Regions from separate parts of the Anas platyrhynchos genome. Here region 2 is linked to region 1. A link is a contact called in public Hi-C data. All regions are on one chromosome and are shown on one strand. Each heading gives the region's core, a stretch centred on a gene start, on an enhancer-like site or on the middle of the called end of the contact. The rest is flanking DNA. Distances are from core to core; before and after follow the strand shown. Region 1 overlaps VPS36 (vacuolar protein sorting 36 homolog). Region 2 holds the start of LOC101794119 (phosphatidylinositol 3,4,5-trisphosphate 3-phosphatase TPTE2).

Region 1 (6,734 bases), core at 1,363-3,862:
TCTCTTAGCCAAAGAAAGGTAATCAATAACGGTTGTGTTTAATAATGCCTTTGTTATCAAGTTGTCCTCAACTAATGCAACAAATCTTCTGCTTTCTTTAGGCTGCTTCTCGCTGAAAAGATGGGCCATCTCTGCAGGGATGATTCAGTGGAAGGCTTGAGATTCTACCCAAATTTATTTCTAACACAAAGCTAATGTAGTTTGTGTACAGCTGCTATGTCTCAGTTGAACATGAGAGCAGAGGGCAAAACCCTTGCCACAACTGACTTCAAAAAAATTTTTACTTTTTGTCAACTGCAACAGTGATGAACATTGCAATGCTTTACAGTTCTCAGGTATTTCAAGTGCTGAACGAATCATCTTATGCGGAACCAAAAGGAAATAGGAATCACTAGGTCAGAAACATTGTAATTGTCTCAAGCTGGCTAGCTTGTGTTTCAAGTCTTATTTGATGTGTTCTGTAACTTCTCATTTCAAGAAAAATGAGATGAGGATTCCACGCAAGTGAAAGTGGAGAGAATACCCCTGTAGCCTGCCTTGAGCGTCGGCACCCAGAACATAGGTTATTGCCTACTCCGATTTCAGTTTATTTATGTCTAGAGCAGCAAAGCAGACAGATGCATCCGTAGTGATAAGAATAGTGACTTTGGTGTGCACTGAGGTATAAGGAACAAAACGGTGTAGCGTAACCCCTGCTCCCTGAAGTGATGAAGTATTCTGAGAGGACCTTGGGATTCTTTACGCTTTGAGAAAAAAAGAACCTGCTGCAGCAGAGATTAACAGATGTTATGTGAATCTAGAAAACATTGTGCGTTTTGTCATGTCTTACTCTAGTATCTCAGATAGAAGCATTGTTAGTGCAGACTTCCTCCCTTCTCTTTCTTTGCCGTCTCCCTTCCTGTCTCATTGTGCTGCACTTTGGGTGCACTTTCTCTGTCCTCTCTCTATGTCATGTCATGTAGTAGCCTCCTGTCACTTTACCAGACTCAGCTGGTAAAGCTTTAATGTGCTTGGATTTGTCTTGTACTTTAATGAAAGATCAGGCTTCATCAGCCTGTTACTGTTTTGGGGAGACGGTTCTTTTTGTTTGTGCCTCGTATGCCAAAATTAATGCCCTTTCAATACTGAAGGGAAGAGGAAGACTATTGCCCCATGTTTAGTAGTCACGAGTTATCTTTTTGTGTGGTACTCCTCACCCTGTGTTCAGACTGAATGCAGTTTGATGGCCTCAGCTTTCATAACTCCAGTGGAGTTGTTCTATTACTTGAAAATCTGTCATGGTAATAATGGTCAGCGGATGTTTATGATCCATACCAGTTAAATTTTCAGCTTTTTAAATGACCAGTTTTAGTAAATGACAAAATTAATTAAAATGTGGGCAAGGACAACATACATGCAACAGCATTGTGGCTGTAAAGCCAAATCAGCATTACAAAAAAGGTGAGAAAGGTGTGTGTTTGTTTAGCGGCCTGAAAATGTTGTCAGAGCTGTTTGTTACCATAGGTCAAACAGGGTTAAGAACCTGGGAATAATGGGTTCAGCGTGGAGATCCCTACAGTGCTGATGCTTTTGATCTGTCCAATGTGCATTTAGATCTAGAGAATTGTATCCTCTTATTTTTGTCACTAGCAAACTTTTATGCAGTGCTTTCTTTAGGGTGGTTTTCCTCTGTTTAATGAAAGTGGCTAGAACTAATGAATTCTGCGCAGCTGGAAGAACTATTCCACACCATTCTTGCTGTGTTAACCATCTAGTATCATCTGTCCAGGAGCCGTATGGCCCGCTGCTTTCCTTCATCCTCCCCACAACCCACAGAAGAGGTCTACGCGAGGCACTTCAGGCAGCATCTGTCTAAGAAAGGACTGGAAATCGAGAAATGTCGAAGCAAAAAGCTGGTTCATGAGAGCTGTTTCTCTTGCATGATGCCCAAACCTGCCAAGGGGAGAGCAGTGGTTTGTGGGCCTGAGCCTCTCCCCACAAGGGGGCATGTCTTCTGCCAGCAAGCACAAAGACAGAAAGGAAATGCCAACTGTAAACTTCCAGACTCTGTTGCTCCAACACAGAGCATTTCAGTATCTTAATTAAGCAATAACAATATGATGTATTACGAATGATGGTACTTTCTTGAGCGTTTTCTTCCCAAGATTTTCCTTGATGTTTTTTTTCTTCCTGTAGGGAAGAAATCTAGAAGCCAGATTGTAGAGCTGGTTTAAAATTTAAATGTAAAGAGGAAATGACTGCCAGAAAGTAATAAAAAATTAAAAGATTTTTCTTAAATAGGCTGTTCTGTGAGTTTTTTCTTCCTAAATGTTTTTGGGCAGCATTAACACTTTTACAAATCAAAATCTTGTGGTTCTGTGTTTTTTGTTTTGTTTGTTTTTTTTTCTTCCAACCTTGATGTTTCTATGACACGTTTTTGCTGTGTCATTTGTACCCAGAAGGGTAGAAGTCAGGATCAATTTAAAATTAAAAGATAGAATTCAACACAGCTAAAATGCCCTGGTTCTGTTGCTTAGTAGCCTGTGACCTAGCAGAGGCTAAAATCACAAAACTGTGGATGTCTGTGGAAGCACAGACTGGCTCCCTCATGAAGTCAGAGTCAGACCCAGACGTACACCCTGTGCTGGCATTGGAAAGGCCTTGAACACATTTAAATGTGTTTTCCCAGCTGATAGACCACAGAAATCACGTATCTGATACCCACAGTGAGCCAGCTGCTGGCAGAACGAGTATAGTGGCATTATTCATGGGTGTGTGATATCGGGGTAGCACATCAGATTGTCCGAAGTTGTCAGTGCCCAGTCCTGTTTCCACTGGTACTACTAGCAAAAAAAAAAAAAAAAAATAATAATAAAGCAAACTATTTACTGTATTGATGCAGGATTATGGAAGAGAGGAGACTACAGCTTAGTACAGAAGGTGCTTGTATGAATCTCGTTTTCTTACATGTTTTGATTGTTCCTAGGATGTTTGTGTCATACCATGATATGTGAGCACTATCTCGCTTTGCTAGGGTGTCCAATGATGCAGGCCTTTGAACAGAGGCTGGTAACAGAGCTCCATTCAAAAATCCCCCGCTCCTTTATGGAGCGGTCTTAAACGATGATTATGCTTTTCATTTGAAAACACAGGCTTTTTTATGCCCCTGGCAGGAAAAGAAGGCTGCTCAGGAATCTGTACATCTTTTCCGCTTCTCCTTTGCCTTTGTTTTCAGGAACAATCACTTTATGCTCAGCCTATGGAAGCATGGATCTGATCCGAACTGTGCTTCTGAAGGGCAGACTCTTTTCTGGAGTGTTATATACCTGTGTAGGTATGGGGATTTGGAAGTCCTTTAGAAGTGTATCTTTAATAATTGCTCCTGGTTGTGTAGTGATTAGCTAAACTCATCAACGCTCAGTTTTCCTAACAGCTTTTATGGTTTGTCCAAAGGACCTGACTCTGTGCGTTGTAAAATTAGTGGAAGTGTTGGCACCAATTTGGTGAAGACCGTAGTGGGAGCCAGCAGGAGCCTGCTGCCACCAGGAGAAGTGATATTTAATAATAAAAACTAAATAATAATAATCAATAATATAACAATAAATATTAATAAAAACCAAATAATAAATAATAATAATAATTAATAATAAAAAACTAAAACTGAGAGGGGGGGGGGGAGTCCTCAGTTTCAGAATACCCCAGATCCTGCTGGTTAGCGCACACTCCTGAGAGGTAAGCCTGATAAAAGCCAGCTTGCTTCACATCCCAGCTCCAAGCCGAAGGCTAGGTATGATTTGGGGTTTCCTCTTTCCCTTTGGATTATAAATGCTGTAACTTCAGATTCCTGCAGATGACAAGGACGTTAATCCCTGCTCTGCTGTGCTCACAGCAGTGACCGACAGCAAGCTGAAGGTAAAAGGGGCTGGTGCTGCCAGAATATTCATGACCTCTCTCTGAACTTAGCCTTTTGCTTCTACTTTTAGCCTAAGAGCTCAGAGCATCCAGACGTTTTGCATTGTTTAATTCACTTTTTATATACTTGGTTGTTTTCACTTAGATGGCAGAATGATCTCAAGGGAGTGAGTAAAGCAGGAGACTGATGTAATCTAATCTAAATGCTGTTTCAACTTTGAAGTCTGCAGTCAAACAAAGAAATCAGCGCTCCTGTGCCCCCCCATTCACATGTGCAGAATACTCCCGGAAACTCAAAGGCAGGACTTGTTATTTTAACCAAAAAGTTAGCAGGAGGATACACGCCGTGTGAGAGCACTCCCTGATGGGAGGGACTATAAAGGCAGCACGACCACACTGAATAAAATTGTCTGTTGCTGCTTTGGCATTTGTATTGTGGTAATTTCGTGATTTATTTTAGGTAGAATTCATTTCAAATGTTGCCTAAATGTGACAGCATTTGATACTACCTCCTGCTCTCAGCCAGACTTGGCAGCTATGCATGTGTGGCATGATTCCCCCGAGTTTCACTTAAAATCTGACGGGGAGTTTGAGGTGTGTCCTTAAATTGCAAAGATCTTGTGGTCTGATCCACCCATTAAACGGGAAGGGCAAAACTCCCACTGCCTTCACACCCAGCCTTCCTTGGAAGCAGACGCTGACCAGCTCTGCAAAGAGGTGCCTCAGGTAGGGCTGGGCTCCGGCGGCAAGGAAGAGCTTAAAAAGCAGTCTGGAGTAAGATCCCCAAATGTTTTGGTCTTTTCAGCAGAAATACTAAACGAGCCATAAGTGATGCAAAGCGACCGGCTTTGATCTTTCTGCTTTCCTATTGTTTTTTCCACAGTGTTTTGGGAAAGCCCAAGATAAGGATTTTTTATTTTAGTTTGGTTTCCTGCTGGGACAGTGATCCATTCATAGGTTACAAGGCCAGAAGAAACTCTGACCGTCTGTCTTGACCTCTTGGGTACCCGAAGCTGTAGGACTTCCCTTCGTTAATTTGTGCTTGAGCTCCTCTTTCATGAACAAGAGGCCTTGGTTTCTGGAAAACCCCACAACTCTTGGCAGCTTTTGCCAGTGGCTGTTACCTGTGGTAAAAATGCTCTCAGCACACATAATCAGAGCTTGCTTAGCTTCAGCTTCCAGGGACTGGACATTATAGTTACTGAATCTGCTATCACGGGTGTATTTCCCCATAAAAACAAACCATTTGGAGCCCTTCTGCCCACTACATATTATTTTTTTCTGTGTAGATGCAAGCGTGAGTCAGGCTGCAGCCTCCTGGTGGGCTCTCACCTCCATGGGGACCTTAAAAAAGAGGGAAAGTGGGGTTCGAGGGTGGTGCCCTGCACGAGCTGCATTGGGCTATATGCTCTGCAGCTCCCATTCCTAATTAAAATCCCAAGCTAGACTTTTTCTTAAACTCAGTGTAAAATCTCTGAGCCTAAACCACAGCGGGGTTATTAACAAACAGCATAGGTGGATAGTTTTGGGGCTTAGCGTGCTGAAGCCTGCCCTGCAGGATGGCTGGCAGTTTACAGCAGCTTTCCTGAAAATGTGCTTCCTCCTTGGTTGTCCTTCAAGTTATGCTTAATGCTCTTAGCAAAGCTCTCGCTGTTGTATTTCACTTGAGAACCTCATCATTGATCCTGTATCAGAATGAAAACCGCTCTCCCCAATTTTCCTACAAGTTTTCATAGAATCATAGAATCATAGAATATCCTGAGTTGGAAGGGACCCTTAAGGATCATCAAGTCCAACTCTTTTGTTTCCTCATAGCAGTTTGACCCAGATCATCTACCTTGCACTTGGTCATAATACTTTTAGGCGGGATAAATGGCAAAAAAAAAAAAGTAAACCAACATCTTTCTCTGCTCAAAACCTGTGAGCAGCCTCACAAACGAACTGGATGTGGCAGTGGGAGCTCGTGTTTAGTTAACAAGAGCGGGATCCCCAAATCCCTTTAATGTAATGAGTGCCCAGGAGGGAGCTGCACGTCCTGTAAAGCATGTTTTGTGTTCCTGGATATGTAATTTTAAGGGAAATGCTTTAAAATCTGTATTGCTTGCTAAAGCTTAGTGTGCTCACTCAGTGGTATTGACCTGCCATTGGTCACTACCAATTTGTATTTTACCCTCCCAATTTGTGTTTCATCCGAAAACTTGAGCAGGGACAATGTTACGTCCTCTGTTAGGTCTCTGACAGAAGTTTTAAATTGCTAAATCCACACTTAGATCTTTAGGTAAACATGTCTCGTATGAAGATGACACATTAAAATGACATTTTGAAACCAGTCAGTCAACATTTAATCCCTTTAATGTACACTGTGCAAATTTCGCAGAAATTTCCTTGGTGGAAATGTCAAGCCAAATGATTTACGGAAATGCAAACATTATTACATCAAAACATCCCTGCCTTTATTCACCAAACATAATTTTATCTAAAACACCTTTTCTACCAATCTTCATCAATTGGCATTGGCAGTGGTCCTCCCCTTTTTTATCACCAGCTTTTCCATCGCTATGCCTGCATTCGCTGTAAGGCCACCAGATTTGTACCAGCCCGGGCTGCTCTAACTTTGCAAACAAACCAAAATAAAACCCCACACGTGAGTATTCTTCCAGTAGTCTGAAACTTCCACAGACATTTCCAGGCTGATTGATTGGAAAACCCACGTTACTAATCGTTGGAGGCAAGTTTATCCAGACCTGCTGATTTTAAATTGCTGTACCTTGAGCTGCTCTTATTTTATGTTCTCAGATTTGTATTGGAACAAGAAGTATTTGGAATATGTCTCTATCGTCTGT
Region 2 (6,734 bases), core at 2,034-4,533, 50 kb after region 1:
AGACCTTCACATGGTCTTTCACTGCTTAATTACTCACATTGTTAATTATTTTTGTTTTTTGCCTTGAATCTGTCAAGTCACATACTCTAGCCTTTTGTTCTCATGATGCCTTACTCTGCAAGCTCTCTTCTGCCAAATTTGTTTTTCCCTGCTTAAGGCTAGGTCCAAGTAAATGCAAGGCATACTCCTGCCTCTTGCTGGGATCCCAAATCCTGGTTAGCTGCTTAGGCTGGGGGGTGTGTGTGCTGGGGGAAAGCTGGGGGAGTCATGGAGCGAGGGGCTGTGTACAGCTTGTCCTGGGCAAGGCTGGGCACCACAACTCAAGCACATCCCCAGGGAAGAGCATTAGTGGGTAGGGATGGCATGGGGAGGGAGGAAAGACAAAAACAAGTTCTGTTCCTGGGATGATTTAATTCAGAGGAGCCTAATACAGAACACACATAGAGCTGCAAAGAGCTTTGGCTAGGGTATTGTGCTGCACAGTGGAGGCTACACGGACAAAATAGCAGGTTCTGAAGGTCTCTGCAGTCTAACAGCAAAGTGCCTAAACAATTTAATTTCCTCCAGGGTTGGGCAAGTGACATACAAGAATTATTATTTTTTTTTTAAGATCAAAATTTTGATGCTTGAAGTCTGCCTACACCCCCTGATGGGTACCTAGACCTTTCTCTAGATCTAGCCCTGATCAAATGTGATTAAGTAAGCTGTTATCTTTTATTTGAAAAGATGGACATCTTTGAGCTCCTTGACTCCGGTGTGATGAGGATCGCTTCAATTTATTACTCACAGCACAGCTCTTCACTCTTTTTTTCTGGAGTTGTGGCTATCAGAAGTGGAGAGCTGAGAACACACAGAATCCAAATAAAAAGCACAGGCAACATTTTCAGCCCAACATCTTTCTGTTTTTGGAGCCAAGGCTCTTGTTATGCATTTTGCCACAGAGCCACATGCAGCAATCAGCTGCAGCTGGTGACTCCCTAGTGCTGCTTGAGGTGTTTTCAGTTACTTGTTTTCACAATACAGCCACTGGTGCTCTCAGTCTGATGTGCCGTGGTGTTGAACATTGCCATCAGGATGACTGTGATTTGCAACACGTGAAAAGTTAATCAAGAAGTGTTTGTGAGCTTTTTGACACACGCACACACATTCCTTGTTCTGATGTGACTGTCAGTGGGTCTGTAAATCAACCATGGGTTTCTTTTAAAGATGTTACATGGTCCTTCAGGTATCAAGGGCTGAAAAACACCATCCTGAGGCCCTGCGTACTGAGACTGATAGTACATGTATGTAAATACAGTTTGCTCACTCATCTGCATGTACAGAATATTAGTTTTCTCAGTGCTAGGCAGCAGTTCTTCTGTCCACTTTTCCAGTCTCTGTCAGCAGCAGACTTTATCATTGAGGCTTTTATCTGGGGGCATGGTTCAAAACAACACCACACAACATTAAATAACATAAGACTGCTCTCAATCCCTGCGGAACCTCTCTGGGAACGAACTGCTTTAGCATCATTCTCCTTTTATAGTTATTTTAAGACCAGAGTGCTGGGTTTTCACCAAAGTAATGTGAACCAGACTGATTTTGTGTCCTTCTACCTCTTTAATCAAATTTTCTAGACAGACAGTTGCTTACAGGAGCAACAAAATACCTTTATTTTATCAGTAAAACTTATAAGCTCATTTTCAAAGTATGAATTAATTTCTCGCAAATTATTTTCCATAATCCCATGTTGATTGGCATTATTATCATCATCACCACGCTTCTTTATTATTTTATTAGTGGAAGCCTCTGTCTAATCTGCTCTCATTTTGTTTGGGAGCAAAGCCAAGCTGACAGACTGTCATCATAAGGTCATCTGATCTACCTGCGTTTAATTGGCAGAGAATCGATCCCCCCCGCTTATCTCCATATTTCTGTTATCCCAAAACATAGTAAAAATTGAATCATTTTTCTTGTCGGTATCTCTTAAAAGTATCAGATACAAATGATCCATACTTAGTTATTTTAAAGTCTGCCAAGTTATGCGATTCTGTTTACCACCATTCTCAGTTATTTTTGGAATTTAAAATATGCCATCACCTCTCTGAGATATGCCTTCTTTATCTGCTTTCACACAGTATAACTGGATTAGTTACTGAACGTTTCAACCTTTTCTGTATTTTGTTGACAATTCTGTTATTTTACACTCATGAATAATTGCTCAGGGATAATAACTGGATTCTGAGGGTCTTTTAAATGTCAGTATCATGAGTTAAACAGCGTAATATAATGAAAATGATTTACAAGTCATTAATTTAAAAACATTTTTTTTTTTAATGAAACTTTGGTCATCTTTCTACATTTTTATCCACCAGCTGAGAGCTCAAACATCATTTTTATTAAAACAGAAAATGGTATTTCTACTTTAGCCATCTGACTTCAGAAGTTATAGCTTTAAGAAAATAGATTGACCATTGGGAAACTCATGGAGACACATCAGAGCTTGCAAATCCACAACAGCATCACCAGTGCTATAAGATTAGATGCATTGAAAGCAAAAGTTATGGTGCTATCATGGGCAATAAATGAGAAAAATTAGAAGGTTTTTATTATTATTATTATTATTACTGTTTTTATTTTGAAGGGGAAGCTTTCTATTTAGTCTGCTGTCCCAAACTGCTCCATATTCTCAGGACACTCAGAACAACCTTGAAGTCTTAATGGTTTGATTGCTTTTGGGGTATTTGATGGTATTTTTATAGCTATAAAACATGTATTAGAAAGTCAACAACTTTAAAAATAATTGAGTGCTGCGTTCAGTTTTGGGTCCCTCACTACAAGAAGGACATGGAAGCCCTGGAGGGTGTCCAGAGCAGGGCTACGAAGCTGGTGAAGGGCCTGAAGCACAAATCCTGTGAGGAGCGGCTGAAGGAGCTGGGGGGGTTTGGTCTGGGGAAGAGGAGGCTCAGGGGAGAGCAAAGAGGAGGCCTCATTGCTCTCTTCAGCTGCCTGAAAGGAAGGGGTGGGGAGCTGGGGGTCGGCCTCTGTTCACAGGTAACCAGTGACAGGACCAGAGGGAATGGCCTCAAGCTGTGCCAGGGGAGGTTCAGGCTGGCAATGAGGAGACATTTCTGCTCAGAAAGAGCAGTCAGGCACTGGGACGGGTTGCCCAGGGAGGTGGTGGAGTCACCGTCCCTGGGGGTGCTCAAGAAGAGGCTGGACGTGGTGCTTGGGGACGTGGTTTAGTGGGTGATGGTGGTCGTAGGGGATGGTTGGACCAGGTGATCTTGAAGGTCTTTTCCATCCCAAATGGCTCCATGAGGGCTGGGGCTGCTGCCTGCCACACCTGCCAGCCCTCAAGCTGCGGGAGCCGACCCGAATCGCTCTCTTTGAGCTCCCCCTGCTGCTGGGCGCGCTGCAGGAACCCTGCCGCGGAAAGAAAGGGTGGGTGACACGGTGTGGGGTGACACGGCGGGGGTGACAGGCTGCGGGGTGACTCGGTGCAGGGCGAGCGGCTGTGGGGCGACACTTTGTGAGGTGACACGGTGTGGGAGCGGGCACGGGGTGCCAGCGGCTGACGGGACGGGCTGGCAGGACCGAGCTCGCCCCATCCCCCGCGGGCTGTGCCCCTTCCTAGGATCGTGCCGGGGGGTCCCCGAGGCTCCGGAGGGGCTCGGAGGGGGGGAACCGGCCGGGCCCGGCGCGCCGCGGCCATGGAGGGGCTGAGGGGAGGCGGGCGGCGGGGCCGTCGCCATGGCAGCGGGCGGGCCCGGCCCGGCCCCATTTGATCCGCGGGGTGTGGGGGGGGCTGGAGCGTGCCCCCAAGAGCCCGGCCTCGCCTCAGCGGGTGAGTGGGGAAGGGGCGGAGGAGGAGAGGGGACGGGGAGGCGAGGCCGAGCCTCAGGAAGTTTAACGCAATTTTCCGCTGAGTCCGCGGGCGGGCTCGACTTTGAGCTGGGGAGGCGGGCGGCTTCGCTGAGGTGAGGGCGGCGGGGGGCTCCCGGGGGCTCCTTCCCTCCTTTTATCCCTCCCTTGCTCCCTCCCTCCCCTCCTGTGGGGCCATATTCTGCTCGGGGAGCTGCTCCCCTCAGCGAGGAGACCCTCGCCCACCGTGCCCGTGGTTCCATCCCTCCCTTGGGGTTGAGGGGGTGCAGGTAGGTCAGGGGGGCTGTGGGCATCCCTGCAGCGCTCCCTCACGGCTGCGTTTCCTCCTCTGTGAGGAAAAAGAGGTGGGAAGGAAGCAGGAGCCTTGTCCTGCAGTAACATCAGTGAAAGCTACTTGTAGGCACAGGTGCTGGTGCTCACTGTTGCCTGTACGGGTCTCTCTCTGTTTAGATGTGCTTCTCCTAAGACCAGCCGAGCGACAACAGAAACAAAATGACGACTGTGAGGTACGAACAAGGGTCGGAGCTCAAAGAAGCCTCAAGGTGAGTGAAATGAGCTGCATCGGTGTGTGAGCTCAGCTCACGTGTGCTGTGTGCAGTCTTCTGCCCGGTTTCTTGATGCTCTGATCATAGCAAAGAGGAGGCTTGAAGTTTATATACTGTATGGTTTCCATTTTTTTCTCCTTCCTTAAAATGCTATTGTTTGAGAGGAGTCTTACATATGAGAGAAATATATTCTTCTGATTAACTTCTTACAAGAAGTCATTTCTTTTGACAATCTTTATTTACAGGTTAAAAACTTTATTAAAGGAGTACAGGCACTGGTAGAGTTAAGCACAGGGCAGTAGGTCTTGCTTTCTTCTAGCCTCTGGAAGCCACTGTCCAGGTATCCTAAAGGTAGGGTCTGGCTCTGCTATCCTTACAAGTCTCAAGTTCTCTTCAGCTGTGAGTAGTTAAGGAAGCTTATGCTCTATGGTTAGTGTGTGGGTAGAAGTTAGGTTCTTCTAGTATGCCCTCTTTTTTGTCTTCTACTCTAGTGTTTAAAGACTAGATGTAGTAGCTTGTGGCAGAGAGTTTGTTTTAGCTTGGGCAACAGGTGGGTGTAGAGCGCTCAGTAAAACAAACTCCCTCTTAGGAAAGCGTTATCCAGAACTGAACCACTGTGTGAGAGCACAGTGAAAACAGTGTGCTTGTCCTTGATTTCTGTTTTCTTTGTGTGTTGAAGATTGTCCTCCTAACCCAAAACACTACTACTGCTCATTCTTATTGGGCTTTTTTCTCACACTAGAGGATAACAAGCTGGCATTCAGTGCCTTTCACATGTCTTCAAGGACGAGCAAGTGGTCTGCAGCAAAAGCGCTGTAGCAGCAGAAACCTCTTTTAATAAGTGAAACATTTCTGCTCTATACTATGTGGATAACTCCACAGTGAATGTCTTGTAAGAACAGCTGAGAAGGAAAACTGCATAGCCGTATATTTACAGAGCTTTGCAACCTTTCTAGGAACAGAGTGAGGATACTGGAGCTGGAAAATAGTGTGTAGACAGTTGCTCCTGCACAAGTAGTAATGATGCCAGAGGCAGAGCCAGAGCCACAGCAAACACTGTGGCCGTGCTATTATGTAGCATAGTATTTCTATATAGAAGGTTAAAATCCAAATTCTTGGGTTTGGATCATCCTGTGACCTTCAAGGCTCTTCAGGTGGCTAAAAAAAATCTTGATCCAAAGAGACCCTGTTAAGGAAGCTATGGTAAGCAGCCCTGCCAAGAAAAAAATGCTGCTCCAGCACTAGCTCAGCTGCTGCCCTGCTCTTGCAGTTTCCGGTTTGGTATCCTGCTCTGCACAAAAACACCTCTGTGCTATGGCTTCTCCTAGCAAGCATTCATTCTCTGAACAAGTAGTCTACTGTAACAGCATCAATATTTTCTGGACTCTGCGAAGTAACTTTGCATATGCATGTTTCTAGCGATTCCAGAGTCTGGACTGGACTCTAAAGGCCTCAGTAGACTCTGGGATGCCTGACTTCAAAGCCCTTTATCCAGTTGCTGAACACAAACATCTTCCTTTCCTTCCCCTAAAGAAAAATTTTTGAAAGATGGATTGCTAAGTGGAGCTAGGTCAGCACAAGCCAAAGGTTTCTGCTGTAACAACATATGGGAAGCCTTTCTTCCCTTAGTATTGTTCATGTGCTCTGGCCCTGGTTGCTGTTCTCACTGCTCAGCTGATAGTAGTTAATGTTACTGGTTCTGGAATAACGAAGGGTAGCAATGTATAAAGCTGAGATCTGTATTGGTATGTGACTTGTGCTCTTCCTTTGCCAGCTCTCCAACAGCAGAGGAGCCCACAATAAAGATAGATGATGGTCGTGACGAGGATAATGAACAGGACAGCTGTTCCAAGTAAGCTAATGGAATACTAAATGCCTTGTTTACCCCCAAAAGTGAAAATGCCTGAACCAAAATGAGAAAGCAGATTGCTTGCTGAAGTAAGAGATAAGCCTTACTTATCTTGCTACTGATGCCTTGATACTTATCTTGATACTCAGAGCATTACACCACTTGATACTGACACTTGTTCTAGTACATAATAACAGCAAGCAACTTCAGGAAGCTGCTTCATGCTTATGGAGATGAAATCTCAGTGCTAGCATTAGCTACAAATATATCAGATAATGGAAAATGGGAAGTTTAAGCTGCAGTGCATGAACTTTCCCAAAGAAGTGAACCTGGGGGAGCACAGAAGAACCAATGCTGCTCAGAGAATGAGGTAAATGAGGATCTGGGGCAACTGGGAAGGATTATGCCTTCAAGATTGAGCTGTCTACACATGCTAGTGATTTACTGTTCTTGAAGCAGTTACATTTTTGAAAGTA

Evidence for each region. Hi-C and Micro-C count contacts between places; a contact is called where the count stands out from the background.
Region 2: a Hi-C map of skeletal muscle shows a contact between it and region 1, with 2.1 times the contacts expected there. The contact joins the promoter of LOC101794119 here to the enhancer-like site in region 1. A contact is called at or near these places in 2 of 8 Hi-C or Micro-C datasets (liver and skeletal muscle).

The regions. Positions count from the first base shown.
Region 1 is chr1:179,753,964-179,760,697 of IASCAAS_PekinDuck_T2T, forward strand. VPS36 (vacuolar protein sorting 36 homolog) reads left to right here. Exons shown (of 14, transcript XM_005014858.6): 13 at 1-18; 14 at 102-2,277. The coding sequence ends at 195. Among named protein-coding and RNA genes, the nearest start is that of THSD1, 7.3 kb to the right of the region's middle. Within about 2 kb of position 2,613, at least 2 of the 8 cell types and tissues checked have an H3K27ac peak or open chromatin away from gene starts, as enhancers often do.
Region 2 is chr1:179,802,999-179,809,732 of IASCAAS_PekinDuck_T2T, forward strand. It overlaps LOC101794119 (phosphatidylinositol 3,4,5-trisphosphate 3-phosphatase TPTE2), which reads left to right and starts at 3,284. Exons shown (of 19, transcript XM_005014849.6): 1 at 3,284-3,423; 2 at 4,315-4,406; 3 at 6,184-6,261. The coding sequence starts at 4,357.